Regions from separate parts of the Sus scrofa genome. Here region 1 is linked to region 2. The links are chromatin contacts, called in public HiChIP or PLAC-seq maps. All regions are on one chromosome and are shown on one strand. Each heading gives the region's core, a stretch centred on a gene start, on an enhancer-like site or on the middle of the called end of the contact. The rest is flanking DNA. Distances are from core to core; before and after follow the strand shown. Region 1 holds the start of TMEM218 (transmembrane protein 218). Region 2 holds the start of CCDC15 (coiled-coil domain-containing protein 15).

Evidence for each region. HiChIP or PLAC-seq counts read pairs in DNA pulled down with a chosen protein or histone mark.
Region 1: an H3K27ac HiChIP or PLAC-seq map of alveolar macrophages shows a contact between it and region 2. The contact joins the promoter of TMEM218 here to the promoter of CCDC15 in region 2. A contact is called at or near these places in 2 of 47 Hi-C or Micro-C datasets (liver and skeletal muscle) and 1 of 2 datasets of contacts at active chromatin or transcription factors (alveolar macrophages).

The regions. Positions count from the first base shown.
Region 1 is chr9:52,299,614-52,304,024 of Sscrofa11.1, forward strand. It overlaps TMEM218 (transmembrane protein 218), which reads right to left and starts at 3,153. Exons shown (of 4, transcript XM_003130031.4): 1 at 3,000-3,153. PKNOX2 (homeobox protein PKNOX2) reads left to right here and starts at 3,409. Exons shown (of 14, transcript XM_021063090.1): 1 at 3,409-4,169.
Region 2 is chr9:52,143,914-52,148,544 of Sscrofa11.1, forward strand. CCDC15 (coiled-coil domain-containing protein 15) reads left to right here and starts at 2,385. Exons shown (of 15, transcript XM_021063078.1): 1 at 2,385-2,499; 2 at 3,198-3,386. The coding sequence starts at 3,219.

The DNA.
Region 1 (4,411 bases), core at 1,903-4,402, 160 kb after region 2:
CCTGGCCTGGGAAATTTCATATGCTGCAGGTGTGGCAAAAAAAAAAGTTGTTTCATAAAAAAATTAAGCAGATGTGCCAAAATGTTAGTATGTTAATTTATTATAAAATCCAATGTAATATTCACTATTTCTGAAATTTTTGAGATAATTTTTAATTTTTAAAAAGATAATTGGTAGCAGGGGGTACATGAATTGAGATCAGAGGTTGTGATGACCAATTAGGAGACTCTTGGCAATTTTCTAGATAAGAGATGATGATGGTCTGAGCTTCATTTACCTATGGAAGTGGAAAGCCACTTAGGAAAGTGGCATTAGAGATGACTCAGGCTTCCTGCTTGGTTGACTGAGCTGATGGTACTGCCCTCAGTATGATAATGAGGTAAGTTTAATTGCTGCTGTTTTGGATATGACACAAATTACCTGTAAGACTTGGACCAACTCTAAGACCTAGAATACAGGGCAAATGGTAGTTGAAGCTGCCATCATCAGAAACATTGCCCTTCAGTCCTCCATACTTAAAAAGTTCATGATACACTGGGTTCCATATAAGGTATGGCTTTAAAGTAATGAGATGAATATCCCTAAGCTCTTATAAGGACGAATTTCATCACTTTATAACTAACCAAACTATACATTTTCATGCTGAGTGTGGAAGGGAAATGCTGAATATAGTACAGAGAGCTGTGGTGTTGAAGGAGTGAGCATCCAGTCACTTTATCTTGTTAATTCAGTGTGGGAATAATACTTGTGATTATTTCCTTTTTCATGGCCACACCCATGGCAGGTGGAAGTTTCCAGGCCAGGGGTCAATCCCATGCCATAAGGAGCCACGGCGCTAGATCCTCAACCCACTGTGCCACAAAGGAATTCCTATATCCCTTATTGGAATGGCTAAATTAGTAAGATTTGATAAAAAAGTAAAAACAACATTTTTATTTAACATCTAGGGCTTTTTCAAAACTTTTCTGAGAAGTGAGGGTCTAGTGAACCTGGTAGAGTAAGTCCATTTACCTAAAGTCTGAGGCATTTAAAACTGCAGGTAGGCTGAACTTGGAATAAAATTATCTGTCTAAATTTGAATACCCTGTTTAGCAGCTGACAATGAGAGGAAACGTAGGGCCAATTTTTTCCCCTCCATACTCTGCTTTGAGGTCTTTCTTTAGAAAGGGTTTGTCCAGAACTTTTTAGAGGTACTTGTGGTGCATTTTTCATCTATTTAATGGTTTGTTCTACTTACCCTTTCACTCAGCTCTCAGAGAAAACTGATATATTAAGGCACTGACCCCTGTATATGTAGCCTATTGGATTAAAAATACACTGCCCATCAGTGGATCACGTGTGAGAACAGTAACAGCCATTAACCAGCTGACTTACTGTCCAGTACAAATGTGGATTCCTTGGAGGGTAACATGGCCCTAGCACTGCTGGTGGGAGATGGATATCTCACCCATCTCCTGATTTTCACTTTCAAGCCCTTGGAACAGCAGAAAACAATGGGTTACAAAGTGTTGGTGAGAGTGTGGAGAAAAGGGAACTCTCATACATTGTTGGTGGGCATGTAAATTGGTGCAGCCACTATGGGCAAGTATGGAGATTCTTCAAAAGATTAAGAATACATGGAGTTTCCGTCGTGGCTCAGTGGTTAACGAATCCAACTAGTATCCAGGAGGATCAAGGGTTAGATCCCTGGCCTTGCTCAGTCAGTGGGTTAAGGATCTGGGGTTGCCATGAGCTGTGTGTGGTATAGGTCGCAGACTCGGCTCGGATACCAGTTGCTGTGGCTGTAGCGTAGGCCGGCAGCTACAGCTCTGATTGGATCCCTAGCCTGTGAACCTCTGTCTGCCCTGGGTGTGGCCCTAAAGACAAAAAAAAAAAAAAAACTAAAAAACAAACAAAAAAGATTAAGATTCAGCTATCTCACTCCTGGGTATTTATCCAAAGAACATGAAAACACTAATTTAAAAAGATATATGCAACCCTATGTTCATCACAGCATTACTGACAATATCCAAGATATGGAGACAACCCAAATGCCCATCAACAGATTATAGATAAAGAAGTTAGGTGTCTATATACAATGGAATACTGAGCCATTAAAAAGAGACAGAATCCTGCCATGCCAACACGGATGGATCTTGAAGGTATTATGTTGTCAAATTAAGTCAGATGGAGAAAGACAAATACCGTATGGTGTCTTCTGGTGGTGAATACACTGTAGGGCATATATAAGTAGAAATACAACACTGTACACATGAAACACAGTATTATAAACCAATGCTACCTCAATAAAAAACAAATCTAAAAAAAATTAAAAAGAAAACAGGGGGTTACAAGGGTGAACTTCTCTTCTGGAGGATTCCTTTTCGTTTTCCTTTATAGCTGTTTCCTACCTTCAAAAATACCTGGGGTGGGGGTGGGGAATACTCTCGCACCCTTTTTTTTTAACTTTAAACACTTCAATACGGTTTGAATTTTAAAATATTTGGATAATGCCTCTGCCTTTGCAGTTAAACAAAATGCAAGTCTGGGAAAAATCAATTGCCAGGCTACCAAAACGCCATTGATGTGGCATCATCTCTTAACACGCTGATCCCCCAGCCCTGTAGCTGATTCAAACGGGCGGCAAGAAAAAAGTGCCCCCGTCTCATCTTCAGAATGGTCGCCCAGCTACCTCCCAGCAGTTGGGACAGAGATTAAGACTTAGGTCACAAGGTATTTCGAATCAGGTACTGCCACTTCACTTTCTTAGGGGCATGAAAAATAAAACATCCCTTCCTTCTCAGCTTCCAATTCAGCATTAATTGGCCGCTGGGCCTTGAGTCCAGATCGGCAGTGAGGGTAGTGTGAGAGGTCTCTGCAACGCCATCTGCCCACACCTTCCTCCAGCCTCCTCAGCCCCAGACCCAAGCCCTGCCATTCCCTCTTCTTCGCGGCGGGCCCCACTTTCCTCATATCCACCCCCCTCACCTGGCTCCCAGTCTCCCGGGTCCTCTACTCACACCTCTCAGTCCGGCTAGTTCCAGCCCACAAAGGCTTTGATCTACTTGTGACGAATCACAAGTGGACTTTCATCCAGGTGATTCCAGATTCGCTAATCAACGCCGCTCTTTCAACGCCCAACTTCCCCCTCATTTGCTTACGCCCCTCGCGGCTCCAGGCAACGCGGAACGTGGTGGGTGGGCACGTCTCCCTCCGTTACGCCTTCCGATTGGTCGGTGCCTTTTGGTCCTGTGACCGGTCTCAAGTTCGATTGGATAGAGGCAGTCTTGGCTCCCTACTCTCGTCCCATCCCGTTGTCAATCACGCCATTCTTGTGGTAACCCACGGGACCATTGGTCAGTCTAGCCTGAGGGCGGGTTGTTGGGCGGAAGAGAGCCGTTTTCCCGGCATTCCTCGCTGTTACCATGGAGACAGCACCGCCGGGCTGTGAGACGGAGAGTCCTGGCAACCCTTTCTCCCGTTCTAGACCTCAGTGCCTGTTCCGGAATCTAATGGGCATTTCATTTCCCGATCTCCTGGCTGTGGTGGACCGCAGTATTTGCGGGCAAGTCAAATTCGGCCTCAGAAAGGGGGTCAGGCTCAGTCATCAGTCACTAACAACCCTGCTGGAGAGAACCAAGTCTGAAGCCCTAGTTGTAATAACATCACGTTTTCATTTAGTCTTACCTGGCCTATTGTATTTGGCATTATTCTTCCTTTAGCGTTACGACATACACTGGGGCAAGGGTCGTTCTACTCAAGAGACAGATCGGGGAAGGGGAGCCAGAGTCAAATCAAGTAAATCTTCTGTAACTACACCGCCAGGCATCCGGAACTGGTGCTGGTCCATGCTTTTAGCAAACTGCTCTTGCCTAACTGCAAACTAAAACTTGCCATGTTGTTCTGAGGCTCTAGCCTATTAAACCAAAAGATCAGTAAATCAAGCCATCTAAAGGAAAAAGACATGGGATGCATGCTTCATTGCTGAATCAGGAAGAGTGAACAGACTAAAATCAAATGATGCCAATCTGAGAGCTGCAGTTTTGCAACCTCTGACTTTACACAAAATTTTGAAACATCATAAAACAAACTATTCAATCCTGGAACACTGAATCGTTCATTTAGGGAGTTCAGCTCCTGAATCACAGCTCTATGAATGAAATGGAAGAAGATGGTTGAAGTCCACTAAAGTATGTCTCAAATTTAATCTACTTTCAAGGTTTAATTTGCAGTCATGTATAGTAACCAACGATTTCTTATATGTTTAACAGCTTAGCCTTACTTGGCCCAATGAGGGGTTCTGTGGTTAAGAAAGCCATTGTTTTGATTAATTCATTTCATTGGAGTTGAGTGTTAACTGTAGCTAAGCGCTGGTAGGGACTTTGAGGATACGAAAGAAATACGATGTGATTCCTGGCTTAATAGCCTGTGG
Region 2 (4,631 bases), core at 1,135-3,634:
TGTACAGGCAAGCAGAAGGACCCTCACCAATTATTCCAGCTAGAAAAGTTATTTTCAGAGTGAATCAGGAGGAGGAGAAACAAAAGAAACCTTTAGGAAACAGCCCAGAACATTGGGCAGCCCTGGGAAATCCTGCTCAAACTGGAGGAAGAAGTGAAAGTGGGTACCACTCAGCTGCCTGAGGTTAAATTCCCAACATCCAGATACCATGAGAGTGGGGATAGGCAGGTTTCCAATTTCCAGAGAGGTTCTCCTTAGGATAGGCCCTGAGGACTAACAGGTGACCAAGTTTTCTAATTTGCTACAGCTGTGAGTCAAAAGGATGGTGAAACCAAATAGCACATTTCTTTTTTTTCTTTTTCCAGCTATACCTGCGGCATATGGAAGTTCAAAGGCTAAGGGTGGAGTCAGAGCTGCAGCTGTTGTCTTAACCATGGAGTGAGGCCAACGTTCAAACCCACATCCTCATAGGGACAACATCTGGTCCTTAACCTGCTGAGCCACAATGGGAACTCCCAAACAGCACATCTCTGAGTTGTGTGGAGTGGACTGCTGCCAAGGACCCAGTGACAGGGCCTTGTGCAGCAATGGCCGGGGATCCCCCAGCCACACACATTATCAAGTTCTAATGAAGAGTGTTCTGGATCAGGGCCTCAAGACTCTGGTGCCAGCAACACCCAGTCTTTTAAGTTTCTGAAGAAGACATTTCTAAGCAAACAGCTCTCTTGGGGAGAAACTAATTCTGGGCATATGGAAGACACACCTTGTGAAAACTTTAGAAAGTGGGAGCAGAGCCCAAGATGGGATCTTTCTGGACATAAGAGAGTGTAGATTCATATGAAACCACTGGATGGCTGCTAGTGGGGCACAGACCTTGAGGTAGAGGGTTAGAGACAGCAAGGGGCTACCTAATAACATTTCTTCTGTGTGTGTGTGTGTGTGTGTGTGTTTACAGAGGTGTACAAATCAACCTTCCTCTGGCCTTCTCCAGTGGTGGCTGTTTTCTGTTCTTTGTGTGGAGGTGGTATGGCTTTCCTTCTCGTTACTTGATTGCTCAGTGCTGTTTGTAAACAATGCTTCCTGTTTTTTTTCTCAGCTCTGCTCCTTGGTTTGCATCTGATGTTGCTAGACTATATCACTCCCTGATTTCCAGGTTATACTCATCTACCAAGCTCCAGGTCTTTTCCTGAAATTCCTTGAAGATGGATGCTCCTGGCTCTTGCAACACTCTTCTGTTCATGTATCTTGGTGATTTCAAGCCATTTGGCCATTTCTATGACCTCTTCTTCAGTAATCTTGTTCTTCTACCTCAGCACTCCCTCTCTTGGTTATACCATAGATTTTGACAGTACCAATATGTTTTGAGGGGCCATGCCCACGGTATGCAGAAGTTCCCAGGCCAGCGATTGAACCTGTGCCACAGCAGTGGCAGTGTCCATCCTTAACAGCTAGGCTCCGAGGGAACTCCAACACTACTAATATCTACAATAACTTTATACTCTTACTTTCAAGCATCTCAATCTTGGATGACCACCTCTTATTTTTTCAATGCATTCCTTCTAGTATTCTGCTCTAGCAAAACTTAGGTCTCCATTGGAACCTAGAATCTCTTGATTTTACCACCTCTACAAGGTCCCTTCCTTCCACTTGTCATCCTTTCCTACATTACCTATCTTAAATCCTATGGTCAGTTATTTAACTACTCCCTTGCCCCCTTTTTTTTTTCTTTTTTCTTCTGGCCACCCAGAGGCATATAGAGTTCCTGGGCCAGTTGCAAGTTGCGCATCATCATCAGCCACTTTTATTTACTTATTCATGTGTCTATTTGGTTATTTCTCATTATATTGTCAATTCCATGAACAAGGGATATGTCTGTTTTGTTCACTGCTATATATATTCAGTGCCTAGCAAAGTACTGGTATATAAAATGCTCTCAATTATATGTTAATTGAACGAACAAACTGGTGTTTCACAAGAAAAATGAAGTGTCCCTGGATTATAGCAAAGCTTGGAGCAGAAAGGGAGACCACTCTCAAGGCTGCGATATTTACATGTAAGAGTATATATGAAACAGCACTGCTAACGTAACGAAGTGAACAAAGGATCAGTATGATTTACTGTAGGCGTATTTCCTCCGTCAAGGAAGCCCTGCCAGGCCTGCCTTCTTCCATCCTTCTCCCATGCGTCCCTCAACTGGACCCCTGTCCTTCCCACTTAATCAGCTCTCCAGCCCAACGTATTCCTTTTTCTGAAAGATGTGGGTTAATCCCAGGGTAGATAATGCAACAGCTCAGCTGACTGAGCTAGACTCCACCCGCACCCCCACGCTTCACAAGTCCCGCCCCCTCAGGGTTACAGAGAGCGGAAGTGACGACCCTTCGGAACCCGAAACCCCGCCCTACGCCTTCCCTGTACCAGGGAGGTGACGCAAGCCGGAGGAGGCGGATACAAACCAACCGAGGGGCGCGGCGGGATAAGGCGGTGCTCCCAAAAGTGGTGGTTTGTTGGCGGCAGTTACTTTAGTGTCCGTGGTAGTTTGAGTCTGTGGTGAGCAGCGAGTTAATACTAGGCCGGGACTGCTTCGACAAGAATAGGACCCCGAGGCCTAAGAAACAGGCCAAAATTTTCCTTGGCCCGGGGTTCCGAAAGGCGGCCCTCCCAAAATTGGCGGTTTGTTGGCGGCGGTTACTTTAGTGTCCGTGGTAGTTTGAGTCTGTGGCGAGCAGCGAGTTGATACTAGGCCAGGGCTGCCTCGGCAGGATTAGGACCCCGAGGCCTAAGAAACAGGCCAAACTTTTCCCTGGCCCGGGGTTCCCCGGCGTTCAGCGCTTCCCCCCATAACCGGATACCGATTGTTTGGACTCTGCCTTCAACCCAGGTTCCCACTCCGCACCCTCCCAGCTCTCTTGCCCTCCGGCTGCTACGCTCTTTCCTCCCTGTCCCACGTCGGTGTGTCACCACTGGCACAGTTTTCGTTCCTTCAGATTCTTACTTCTTTCCACTCGTCCCTATTCCTTTACGAGGGCAAGCTTTTTTCCTTCCTTCTCCAGAATCCTTATTCTTGGCTCTCTGTTAGGCTACTTACTGCCTCCTCCAAGGCTTCTCTCCTATTAAGGAGCCTGTGGCATATGTGTTAAGGGGCTGAGCTTCTAAGGAAGTCGTTTGAAGATGTTAAGCTTTTCTTCTCTCCTAACCAGGAATCTTAGGTGCCAGGAAGTATGGCCCCCCTCAAGAAGCCTCGAAATTCCACAAAGTTGCCCCTGGCTTTAAACCCCCTGAAGAGCAAGGACGTGTTGACAGTGCTGGCTGAGAGGAACCAGGCTGTAGTACCAGTTGGGGCATGGGTGGAACCTGCCCCACCAGGTAGCACAGAAGTCCCAGCACATGTGAGTGTCAGTTTGATGCAAATACGGTGGGGTTCCTCCTCCATCTTTCTTTTTATTAACCTTCTCTAGTCCCTGGTGCACAGATAAGATGAACAGTCTGGAGGTGCTGTTTCTATTCTGTTATAGATAGGCTCTTGCATTAGAATTATAGAACAAATATGAATTTGCTAAAAACTTGCTCTAGCTTTAGTCTACATAATTGAGTGTTTATTACATTTATATACATACATATAGATATTTCAGTTTACCTCATAAACTCTTGATGCTTGCTCTGCACACGATGTGCACATGACGTGCACACGACGTAGGCACTGTCTGTCTTCTAGACACTCTATAGTGAGTGTAGTAGGGATGACGACCATAGTCGATGTAACATTGATTGCCTAAAGTTTATAAGGTTTGTAATGGAGATTCATTAAGGTTCAAGTGCAGTAAGAGATTAAGAGAGAGATTAATTCCGAGTGGGATCCTGAGAAAGTTTAACTGTAAATTCTGTGAGGACAGGGACCTTTATTTTTTATTGTTTCTCATATTGGTATAGCAAGTCCTCAGGAAATATTTGTTGAATGAATGAGTGAGGAAATATTGTTTGTGTATTTAAAGAGTGGAGATGCTATATAAGTACTGATGGTAGGGAAGAGCATTTCAGATGAAGGGAAACTTTTGCAAATTTAAGTGCTAAGATCATAGCACTTAATCAGAAAAGAAAGATACAACTTTGGGTTGATATGACCCAGAAAAGTTTAGTAAAGAATTATTTGCTTAATCAAAATAGAAATAGAAAGGGAATGATTGTCCATTTAAGGAGAATGGAGAGGATAGGGAGTAAGCAAGGTATAGCCAGAATTTTAGGGGTAGATTAGATTGATTGGAGTGGCAGGCTTAGTAGGGGGATGAAGGTTGATAGGATTATGGAAAATAGGAGTGATAGGAAACCACAGGAAATTTTGGAGAAGGGATTGACTTCATTCACTGTTTAATATTTACAGATGAATTTCATAATCAGATTTTTTTTTTTGCTTTTTAGGGCCTCACCCATGACATATGGAGATTCCCAGGATAAGGGTCAAATTGGAGATGTAGCTGCTGGCCTACAGCACAACCACAGCAACTCAGAATCTGAGCCACCTCTGCGACCTAGCCACAGCTCATGGCAATACCAGATCCTTAATCCACTGAGCAAGGCCAGGGATCGAACCTGCGTCCTCATGGATGATGGTCAGATTCATTAACCCACTGAGCCAC